Linked DNA regions of Mus musculus: region 2 is linked to region 1. A link is a contact called in public promoter capture Hi-C data. All regions are on one chromosome and are shown on one strand. The core of a region is the stretch at or near the end of the contact, and the rest is flanking DNA. Distances in the headings are between cores, read along the strand shown. Region 1 overlaps Slmap (sarcolemma associated protein). Region 2 holds the start of Dnah12 (dynein, axonemal, heavy chain 12).

Region 1 (4,677 bases), core at 1,276-3,775:
TAAAATAAGTCTGTGATATATATAATATAGATATATATAATTTTGATATTTATTGGTTGAAAGCAGAATTATATAATAGCACAGCTATGGTTGTTTATTTTTATGTATTATGTCTGAACATTTGATAACACTTACAAAATCTTCAAGATTTTTTTACAGAATGGTTCGGTATTTTGATTTTATAATCATGAATAGAATACCACTTATAAATATATAGGACAAAATGGCAGAAATATGTTTGAGGTTATTTCATAAATCATTCAGAAAGTTTTGTCCTACTCCCAAGGCAAAATAACATATTTTTGTGAATTTGAAATCAGAAGTACAAACAAAGGCTTTTAAAATCAAACTTTTTAACCTAATATACTCCAGAGATATCCAAATTTGATGCTTCCATGTTAAGAAATAGCAGTAGTAAAATACTTAAAGGTCTTTGTTTTCTGTAATTAAACAATTGTGTTTCTATGAGGGCGAGCTATTTGGGTTTTTGTTTGTTTTTGTTTTTTTCAAGACAGGGTTTCTCTGTATAGCCCTGGCTGTCCTGGAACTCACTCTGTAGACCAGGCTGGCCTCGAACTCAGAAATCCACCTGCCTCTGCCTCCCAAAGTGCTGGGATTAAAGGCGTGCGCCACCACTGCCCAGCTGAGGGCGAGCTATTTGTATGTGAAGCTCCTACACTGGTCCTGAGCACAAGCCAAGTGTTCCCAGCAGGGTATAATCGCTTTGCATGTTGTGATGGCATGTCAGCACAAAGAACCAGGACTGCCATGAAGTCATGTGCTGTGGGAGCACGTGCTGCCAGAAATACTCCAGATTCATTCATAGTTGTTTTTCAAAGTTAATTTTTGGTTGTTGCACTTTCAGAAAGCCTTAACTGTTGCCATGGGGATCACAACTCACAGTTTAAGAACTTGTGCTCTATAGCAATGAGCCTCTTGGCAGGTGGGTGGTTCCAGAAGTTGAGTCCCTGGCTCCAGGCAGCGATTGGAGGCATGGAAGATGATTAAGGTCAGCCCCTAACCATCTGTGACGGATCACTTCACCCTGTCTGATCACTGCCTGAGCGGAGCCTCCTGTTGCCTGAAGGCCCAGCCTGCACTCTGACACTGCTGTTTGTCTTACCCTGGGGCTGTGAGGTTGACTTCAACCCTGCTCTTTATGCTTGGTACTTCTCAGGCCATCCAGGGTAACTCAGCTTTAGAGAATGGATTCTCTCAAGGTGGCACAGGCCAAGCAGCCCCGGAGAGACACAGCCAGGGACACAATTGGGCAGCTCTGAAGTGCCCCAAACCCTGGACCTGGGGCTGTGAGGGCTGTAGGCTTGTTCTTTGGGAGGATCACTGTCTTCTGCCTCACCAGGGCTGTCTGCCGCACCCTTGAGGCCCGTGTGCACCCCCACCCCCACTGGCACACCCCTTGTTCTTTGTGTCTCCACATCTCAGTTTCTCAGCTCCTTTCAGCTGTCTCTCTTTACTATTTCCCATTGCTCTTTCCTTCATTGTGATAGTGTTTGCTTTTATTATACTGGCTCTCTTCGGACACCAAGTCGCACACAAATGGCTTTAATCTGCAGTTTTACCCTGACGTTAGGTTGCTGTTCTGTGTCTGAAGGTTCGTTGTTGAGTTTTTGTGTTAGGAAGCTGCCTGCTGATTCCACCCTCCTCTGAGTGTTTACAAGCAGAGGTGCTGTGCTCCTTCAAATGCCTTTTCTGCGTAGATTGAGACGGCTGTGAGGTTCTCCCTTTCTATTAGTGCATAACGTTGGCTGACTTATGTCTTCTGAGGTGGCATGTAGCATTGATTACTTTTCTTACGTGGCACTGCTTGTGATAGGCAAATCACACTTTTTAAACAGTAAAAGTTAGTTACTTTTCTAACTTAGGTGAGTTCTGCATTAGTCCTTCATGTCACTTTCGGAGAGGTTAAAATACACAGTAATCTGTGATTACGGTCTGATCTGCTCCCTCCGGAGTCAGGTACCAAGCAAGGTTCCATTCTGGGAATGCATACTGGTGCTGTCCAGATTTCTGCTGTTCTGGAGGGTAGGCAGACCAAGGGTGAGTGATACCATTCGTTTTCTTACTGATTTTCAGAACCCCTTTCCTTTCCTTTCCCTTTCCCTTTCCCTTTCCCTTTCCCTTTCCCTTTCCCTTTCCCTTTCCCTTTCCCTTTCCCTTTCCCTTTCCCTTTCCCTTTCCCTTTCCCTTCCCCTTCCCCTTTCCCTTTCCCTTACCCTCCCCCTTCCCCTTCCGCTTCCCCTTCCGCTTCCGCTTCCCCTTCCCCTTCCCCTTCCCCTTCCCCTTCCCCTTCCCCTTTCCTTCCTCTAATAAAATCTAGGTTCTGCATGAAAGGGAACATGGAGTATTTTTCTTCCCATTATTTCCTCTTCTCTGTTTAGACCTCTCTCTCTCCCTCACCCCCCCCCCCCCCCCACACACACACACAAGTATAAAGGCCTAGAGTTCCTGTTGGGGAGAAAACATGCAGTGGCTGGCACCAGCTCACTTATATTACTTTGTTCTTGAATGAATGTTTGTGCACTGCTCTAAGTGTTTGCATATTTCCTTGAGTTCTAGCAAGGCTGGCTCTGGAGGTGTTATTGATTTCTTTCCTTTTTTTAAAGTGTCTCTGTGTGGACGGACGCTGAGAGGAGCCACTACCCTGGTGCCCTGGCGGTCTGCCTTTGATAATTTCTCTGCGGTTTTATAACAATTGCTTCCATATTGCTTTTCATTTCTCTTTAGGCACTGTTTATTGTACTTAATGACACCAACTTTTCTTGTAGAACCCTTTCTATTTATTTTTTTACCTCCTCCGACCTTTTCTGAGGTCTCCCCACCCCTGTGCTCGCTATCTTGTGTCTTCAGTTATTTTTCCTTAAGTTCCTTAGTTTGTTTCCAAGTTCACAGAGCGCCCTCTTGTGTTGTTTTTTGTGAAACGTTCTAAAACTACATGAGTTTATTTTTCCTTCTCCACTTTTTATGGATCTTTTCTTTTGCCATCCCTGTTGGCACTTCTGACTCCATTTCCAGCTGCTTTCTTTCCATTATGAGAAGCTGTGTCTTGGAAGGCAGCTTTGGTTGGCTGGTTTGTTTTAAGAATTTCCATAGGGAGACCTTGTTTACCATAGTGGTAGAGCCTAATTTTTCACTGAGAAAGGCTCTGGGTTCAACTAGGAACCAAGTATATATGGTTATTGGATTGAGCTAGATGTTTCTATTTTCAACTTCTCTTGCTGTCCTCCAAACTGTCCCCTGGTAGCCATTTTGTGATTCTCAGGTCTGGTCACCCTGTATATGGTCATGCAGTGGTTTTCTCTGTTTTTGTTTTGAGGCTCATGTGGATATCTCACTATCTACTTGTCCTATAAATGCTGTCTGTGGGGGTCTGGATTTTGGCTTTTTGTCTTAGTCACTCTGTTCAGTTTTATGTGACAGTTGAGATAGATTTAAAATGTGTGTGTGTGTGTGTGTGCACACATGCGTGCGTGCATTACCTGCAGTCCATACAGAACTCATTTTGTAACCACACTTAGAAAACTCCCCCATATAGTGCTAAGGCTGTCGCTGTTTGTGGAGTGCTTGCCAAGCTTGTCTCCGCACTACTTTACTAAGCACTTGGGAGTGATGCGTGTCAGAAGTTCAAGCTCACCCTCTGCTTGGAGCAAGTCTGCGGCCAACCTGGGGCATGTGCGAGCTTGTCTTGAGGACTAAATGAACCAACATCTTCAATATGGAGTTAGAATTTGTTGTTATCTGTTATATATGTGATCTCTCTCTCTCTCTCTCTCTCTCTCTCTCTCTCTCTCTCCTTCCCTCCTTCTCTCCCCCCTCCTTCTCCCCCCGCCCAACCATGCTTTTGTTTTGTTGGGAGCATCAGCTCTTTCTGATTATTTGGATATTTGCAAAGCCTTTCAACATTGAAAAATTTTCAGAGCATCAGTCTGTTGTTACAGATACCGCTTTAAGGAGTCAGTCTGTGCATATGTACATATGCAGAGCTAGGAGTGGGCACTAGTGTGCCATGGGGAGACATGAGAGAGGAAACAGTCACACAGGACTGCTGCTCTAGGCTACAGCAGAAACTGCCTTATATTTCTAAGGTATTTGGAAGCCATTAGACTAGAAACAAACAAAAAAATGAGCAAGTAATATAAATAACATGGACCAGCTAAGTGGAGACCAAAGATAGCATGGTCGATTTTAAAAAGAACATGCATTAATACTGATTTATTATTTTTTATTTAAAAGGCTGCTATTTTTAATTATATGTAGAATGTACAAATAAGCTGTTGGTCCATAATCTATGTTATAGACTTTTATTTGCTTTTCAACAAAGTTTTAAAAAATAAATAGTACTGAACCTTGTTCCATGAACTTTTATTTTTTTCTTTTACTTTGCATATTAAAACAAGAACAACAACAGGGCTGGAGCAATGGTTCAGAGCATCTTTGCCAGGGACTCGGAACTGATTCTCAACACTCATGTGGTAGTTCACAGGCATCCGAAGTTCCAGGGATTGCACACCCTCTCTGGCCTCTGGGCATCCAGCATGCACATGGTGCAGGAATAGACACGCTGGCAAAACACCCAACCATATGTAAATAAAACTAATGTAGAGTATTAAAAAGATAGGAATTTAATCCTGTGAATTCACTTAGCTGGTGAGCAGGTCA
Region 2 (4,677 bases), core at 1,538-4,037, 200 kb before region 1:
TCTATCTTGTTTCTTCAAAGTACTCATCATCTTCCCAGGCAGAGGAGGCACATGTCTTTAATTCCAGCGCTAGGGAGGCAGAGGCAGGCAAATCTCTGATTTTGAGGCTAGCCTAGTCTACACAGTGAGTTCCAGAACAGCTAGGGGTACACAAAGAAACCTTGCCTCAAAAAAATAAAAAAATTAAAAAGTACTCATCATCTAAAGCGATGGTACTCAACCTCCTAATGCTGCAACCATTTAATACGGTTTTTCATGTAGTGGTGAACCCCTAACCACAAAATTATTTTTGTTGCTACTTCATAACTGCTATCATTATGAATTGAAATGTAAATATCTGTGTTTTCCAACAGTCTTAGGTAACCCCTAAGAAAAAGGGTCTGTCAATCCTCAAAGGGATCACAAGTCAGAGTTTGAGAACCACTGATCGAAAGAGTTCTTATAACTTGGCTCACAACTGCCAGGGTAGATATGATACACACACACACACACAAATTAAAAAGGTTTTAAAAGAATGAAGAGGGGAAAAAGACCTCTAATAACATATATAAGTCAAAATATATATAAGTTAAAACATTGTGATTAATTCTCAATTGCTTTTCTAATTAATTTGAATTTTAATCCTTATTTTAACCATGGACAATCTGTATAGTTTTCTAAATTTTTGGATCTAGAACACTGATCGTTAAGTCCAAGCAATCATTAGTTACTAACATGCTACTTACACTAACTGATTGATCTTCTTCTGCTGCTCCTTAGACCGTCTGTACTTTAGCAGCTCACTCTGTTTTGGTGTGTCGACCCCTATGTTTTTGGGGGGTTGAACAATGGGGGGCAACTTCAAGTTCAAAGCTTCCTTTTCTGCTGCAATGGCAGTTTTGTTAGGATCTGACATCTTGGTCTCCTGAGTATTAAAACACACTATACTCTGAAAAGAAAAAGTTCATACAGCCATTATTGTATGAGATCAAGCCTGAATATATTCAGTGTATCTTACACATCGGTACTGTAAACAAAATCCATAGCTGTCCAGATTCTCTTACCAAGTATGGTAGTAGTTAAAGAATGGCAGTTGAGATGAGTGGGCCGGAATTCTAAACACGGCTCTGCCAGCCACTTGCTATGAAGAAATGAAGCCAGATATTTCCCCCTTGCAATCTAAAATTAAGGAATTGAATTAGACATGCTCTAAACAGCCTTTCACCTCTAAAATCCTGGGTTTGTTGTTTCCCCCTAGATGCAAAAGACAGCAAAATCCCCCTCCCCCAAACTGATATTTAATATCATTAATATTTTTTCAAAGCATTATTGACTCAGTCTGCCTAATATCATAGAAAGTGATGTGCCACAGCACCTCCAGTAGGATCAGTGTGACAAGTTCCACAAACTGAGGCGATCGACCTCAAAAGGGGGAGGCCTCCTGGAACCGGTTGTGGAACTCTTCACTGGAGAAAAAATATTGCGCCGTAGTTCTCATGGTAATCTATCTGTTTTGTTTTCTCTTATTCCTTTTCTTATTTACATGTTCCTGGTAACCTAGGCCAAGATCTTAAGAGAAAATAATGGGTAAGAAACCATCCCTAGAGATGGGGCCACTAACATGACCTTATCCCTTGGGAAACCAACACTTTACTTTCTAAATCATTTACAAAACTATTATGATAAAAACTTTCCCAACAATAAAATTTCATATGGCTACATGTGTGTCATCAGAGGTGGATTTTGGTATATGGTAAAGAAAGCCTTAACTAGAAAGAATTAAAATAGTTTAAATTTATACATTGAAGATTATAAAAAATCAGCCACTAGATGTTAAATAATAATTGACCCTGGGGCTGAAAAGTTAGTTCACTGGTTAAGAGCACTGACCATAAAGATTTATTAACCTGCTCCTGGAAATATGCCACTAGCCTTGGACGACAGCCCCCACTGAATACATCCTTTTAAAATTGTTATATTTTGATGATTTATAATGATGTTACCTGTTCTGTTTGTGATTCACTGAATACATAAAGTTGTAATGCTTGGATGATTTTTGTGCTTTATTATGCCAAATGATTTTTGTTGGTATCTGTGATTGTTTCACTGGATATCGTTCCTAAGAGATGTAATGTTTGGTTTTTTAATGTATAAAACCCCCTGCTTGAGAGCTGCAGAATACACTCAGATTCAAACTGCCTCTGTTTGTCTCTGTTTGTCACCGCTGAATCCTTACCCACCTAGCTTCAAGGACCCTCATTTCAGGGACCCCCATACCCCACTAGGGTGGTCCGTGGCAGTAATGATTGACAGATAATAGCCATAGTTAATGCAAAGCAAATATAAAACATAAACACTCAGCAGTGTAACTATGGTATCAACTACACTTGCCCCAAATGCCGCAGGGTTTGGAGATTTTCTGCAGGCACTCAAATCATAGATCTTAGAAGGAAAGGAAGAGAGCAGGGGGTGGTGGCGAAAGCCTTTAATCCCAGCACTCGGGAGGCAGAGGCAGGTGGATTTCTGAGTTCAAGGCCAGCCTGGTCTACAAAGTGAGCTCCAGGACAGGCAGGGCTATACAGAGAAACCCTGTCTCAAAAAACAAAAAATAAAAAACAGAAAACAAAAAACACAAAAAGGAGGAAAGGAAGAGAAATGGTACCTGATTCTTCTCTTTCGCCTCTCAGGGACTGACAAAGAGTTTTTCCTCTGCAGGGCTACTGCAATCCAGTAGAAACAACATAGTCACCATGGAAACTGTCTTGCCTACCAAAAGGGCTGGGTGAAGGTTGCTAGAAGAGGCAGTTGCTGAACTAAGAGAGACTTAAGATAAACAGTTACACTGCTTTTCACTCAAGTGAATCGAGGGCAAGGTGATTTTTGTTGCTGTTGTTGCTGTTTAACTGCCTTACCTTGGAAGGAGTCCAGGAAATCAAGATTTCCAAATTGCAGGAAAAGGCATGACTAGAAAATTGAATCTATTGGAGAATATATAGATTTATATAAATATTCATTGTCAATGAAGAATGGAGTCTTCAAGTGTCCCCATAATGACTTTCTGTAACTACTGTAACCAAGCCTCAATACAATTTATCTTGTTCTTATATTTGCTATTTGTTTTTTCAACACTTTCAGGAAGTCCTTACCAAAAATCAAACAGGTTAAGGTGTGCAAACTTTGCAGCTATGTTTAAGGAAGGACATTGTAACTTGAAACTCCAATGTATAGTCCAGGAAGATTATGAGGGATGAATAAAAAAGTTGCTATGGAGTATTTTGTTTCTCTTAGCATACCTAGTAATGGGTTTCCCTCTGAGACTCGATATGGGTTTCTCTGTCACTCCTATACTCTCCCTCCTGAGCTCTCCACACACTGCCTGGCTCCTTTCCTCCACTCAGCAGTCTCTTCTACTTTATCACTGTGTTTCCATTCAAAGAAACACCCTGCCATGAGAAGCCATGAGATCTATGTCTGTCTTGTTTCAGTGGACGTGATGTGACCTGCCTCATTTAACAACTTGTCCTCCACAAGCTACAGTGATTCCTCTGGCATTCCAGGGATAGCTGGAACTCTCAGTTTTATATTGGTAGTTTTCAAAGGCCAGGCCAGGAGTGGGGAATAGTGTTTAAACACTTTCCTTCTTCCAGAGCCTTATTTTTCCTACAGGTTTTGCCTGGGTGTATTTGCTCCAATGACTCTGTCAGGGTTAGCTCATTTGTCCTATTTTCAGGGTTGGCAGTGTCCTCCCTCTTCTACTCTGAGGAACTGTTCGGTACTGAAGGTTTTGCAGATTATAGTGCTGAATTTTCTTCTTTCCCTGGCAGAACAACAAAGCAACAAGGTTTTGGTTTTTTTGTTTTTGTTTTTTTTTTTTTGTTTTGTTTTGTTTTTTTTTCCTCAAAAACACCCCTCTTGCCTAGGGTTGGAGGAAAGGAGGCATGGCAGACCACAATTTAGTTCGGAGCATACTTTTCTAAGGTTGATTTCTTTTTTCAATTTCCAGATGACAAATTTATTGATTTTTTTAGCAACATTTGAGTGTTTTCTGTGTGCTAGTCACCATCTCAAAGTTTTTAATGATGAACTATCATATACTACTGCCTTGCGCACAGTAAGTGTTCCATATGTATGACTTCAGTAAGAGAATGAACTTTATAGAACTCTGTAGCTTGTTAAATTGAGTGTCTACGTGTATAAAACAAAACAATTGTATGTTTATGTGATAGGGTTTTTAATGCTATTTTTATTAGTCTAAAATACACGGATAAAAGGGGAGGCAAATACAAATTAATTTAGTGATCTAGTGAAGAAATTTTATAGTATAATCAAATCACCAATAACCTGACATTAATCTATGAAGACCATCTTTAGCCAACCTGGCTCCATCAGTAGTCCCTTTTAAAAAGTTTTTTAAATTAAATACCTATTCAAACCCTTTGTCAGTTAACAAATTGGGTTATTTAATTGAAAAAAAATTATTTGATGTGTGTGATGGGGGCAATGCCATTATTACCCTGATGCAAAACCACACAAGGACACCCTCAAAAAGAGAACTATAGACCAATATTCCTTATGAACATAGATGTAAAAATGTTTCAATAAAATATTTGTCAACCAAATTCAGGAACATGTCTGTCTTAATGTTCTATTGCTATGAAGAGACATGACCATGGCCACAGCAACTCTCATCAGGGAAAG

Evidence for each region. Promoter capture Hi-C pulls out the DNA fragments that hold promoters and counts their contacts.
Region 2: a promoter capture Hi-C map of embryonic stem cells shows a contact between it and region 1, with 4 times the contacts expected there. The contact joins the promoter of Dnah12 here to the enhancer-like site in region 1. A contact is called at or near these places in 11 of 39 promoter capture datasets (the 3T3-L1 cell line, the C10 cell line, the HPC-7 cell line and 6 more), 3 of 15 datasets of contacts at CTCF or cohesin (CD8 T cells, the NIH/3T3 cell line and pro-B cells), 1 of 484 Hi-C or Micro-C datasets (group 2 innate lymphoid cells) and 2 of 9 other capture datasets (adipose tissue and liver).

What each region holds. Positions count from the first base shown.
Region 1 is chr14:26,484,854-26,489,530 of GRCm38.p6, reverse strand. All of the region lies in intron 1 of Slmap (sarcolemma associated protein), which reads left to right. Among named protein-coding and RNA genes, the nearest start is that of Gm24031, 10 kb to the left of the region's middle. Within about 2 kb of position 2,525, at least 51 of the 459 cell types and tissues checked have an H3K27ac peak or open chromatin away from gene starts, as enhancers often do. A contact at or near this core is called in embryonic stem cells, where this site is marked.
Region 2 is chr14:26,689,664-26,694,340 of GRCm38.p6, reverse strand. It overlaps Dnah12 (dynein, axonemal, heavy chain 12), which reads right to left and starts at 2,787. Exons shown (of 75, transcript NM_001370884.1): 1 at 2,642-2,787; 2 at 1,044-1,158; 3 at 726-928. The coding sequence starts at 895.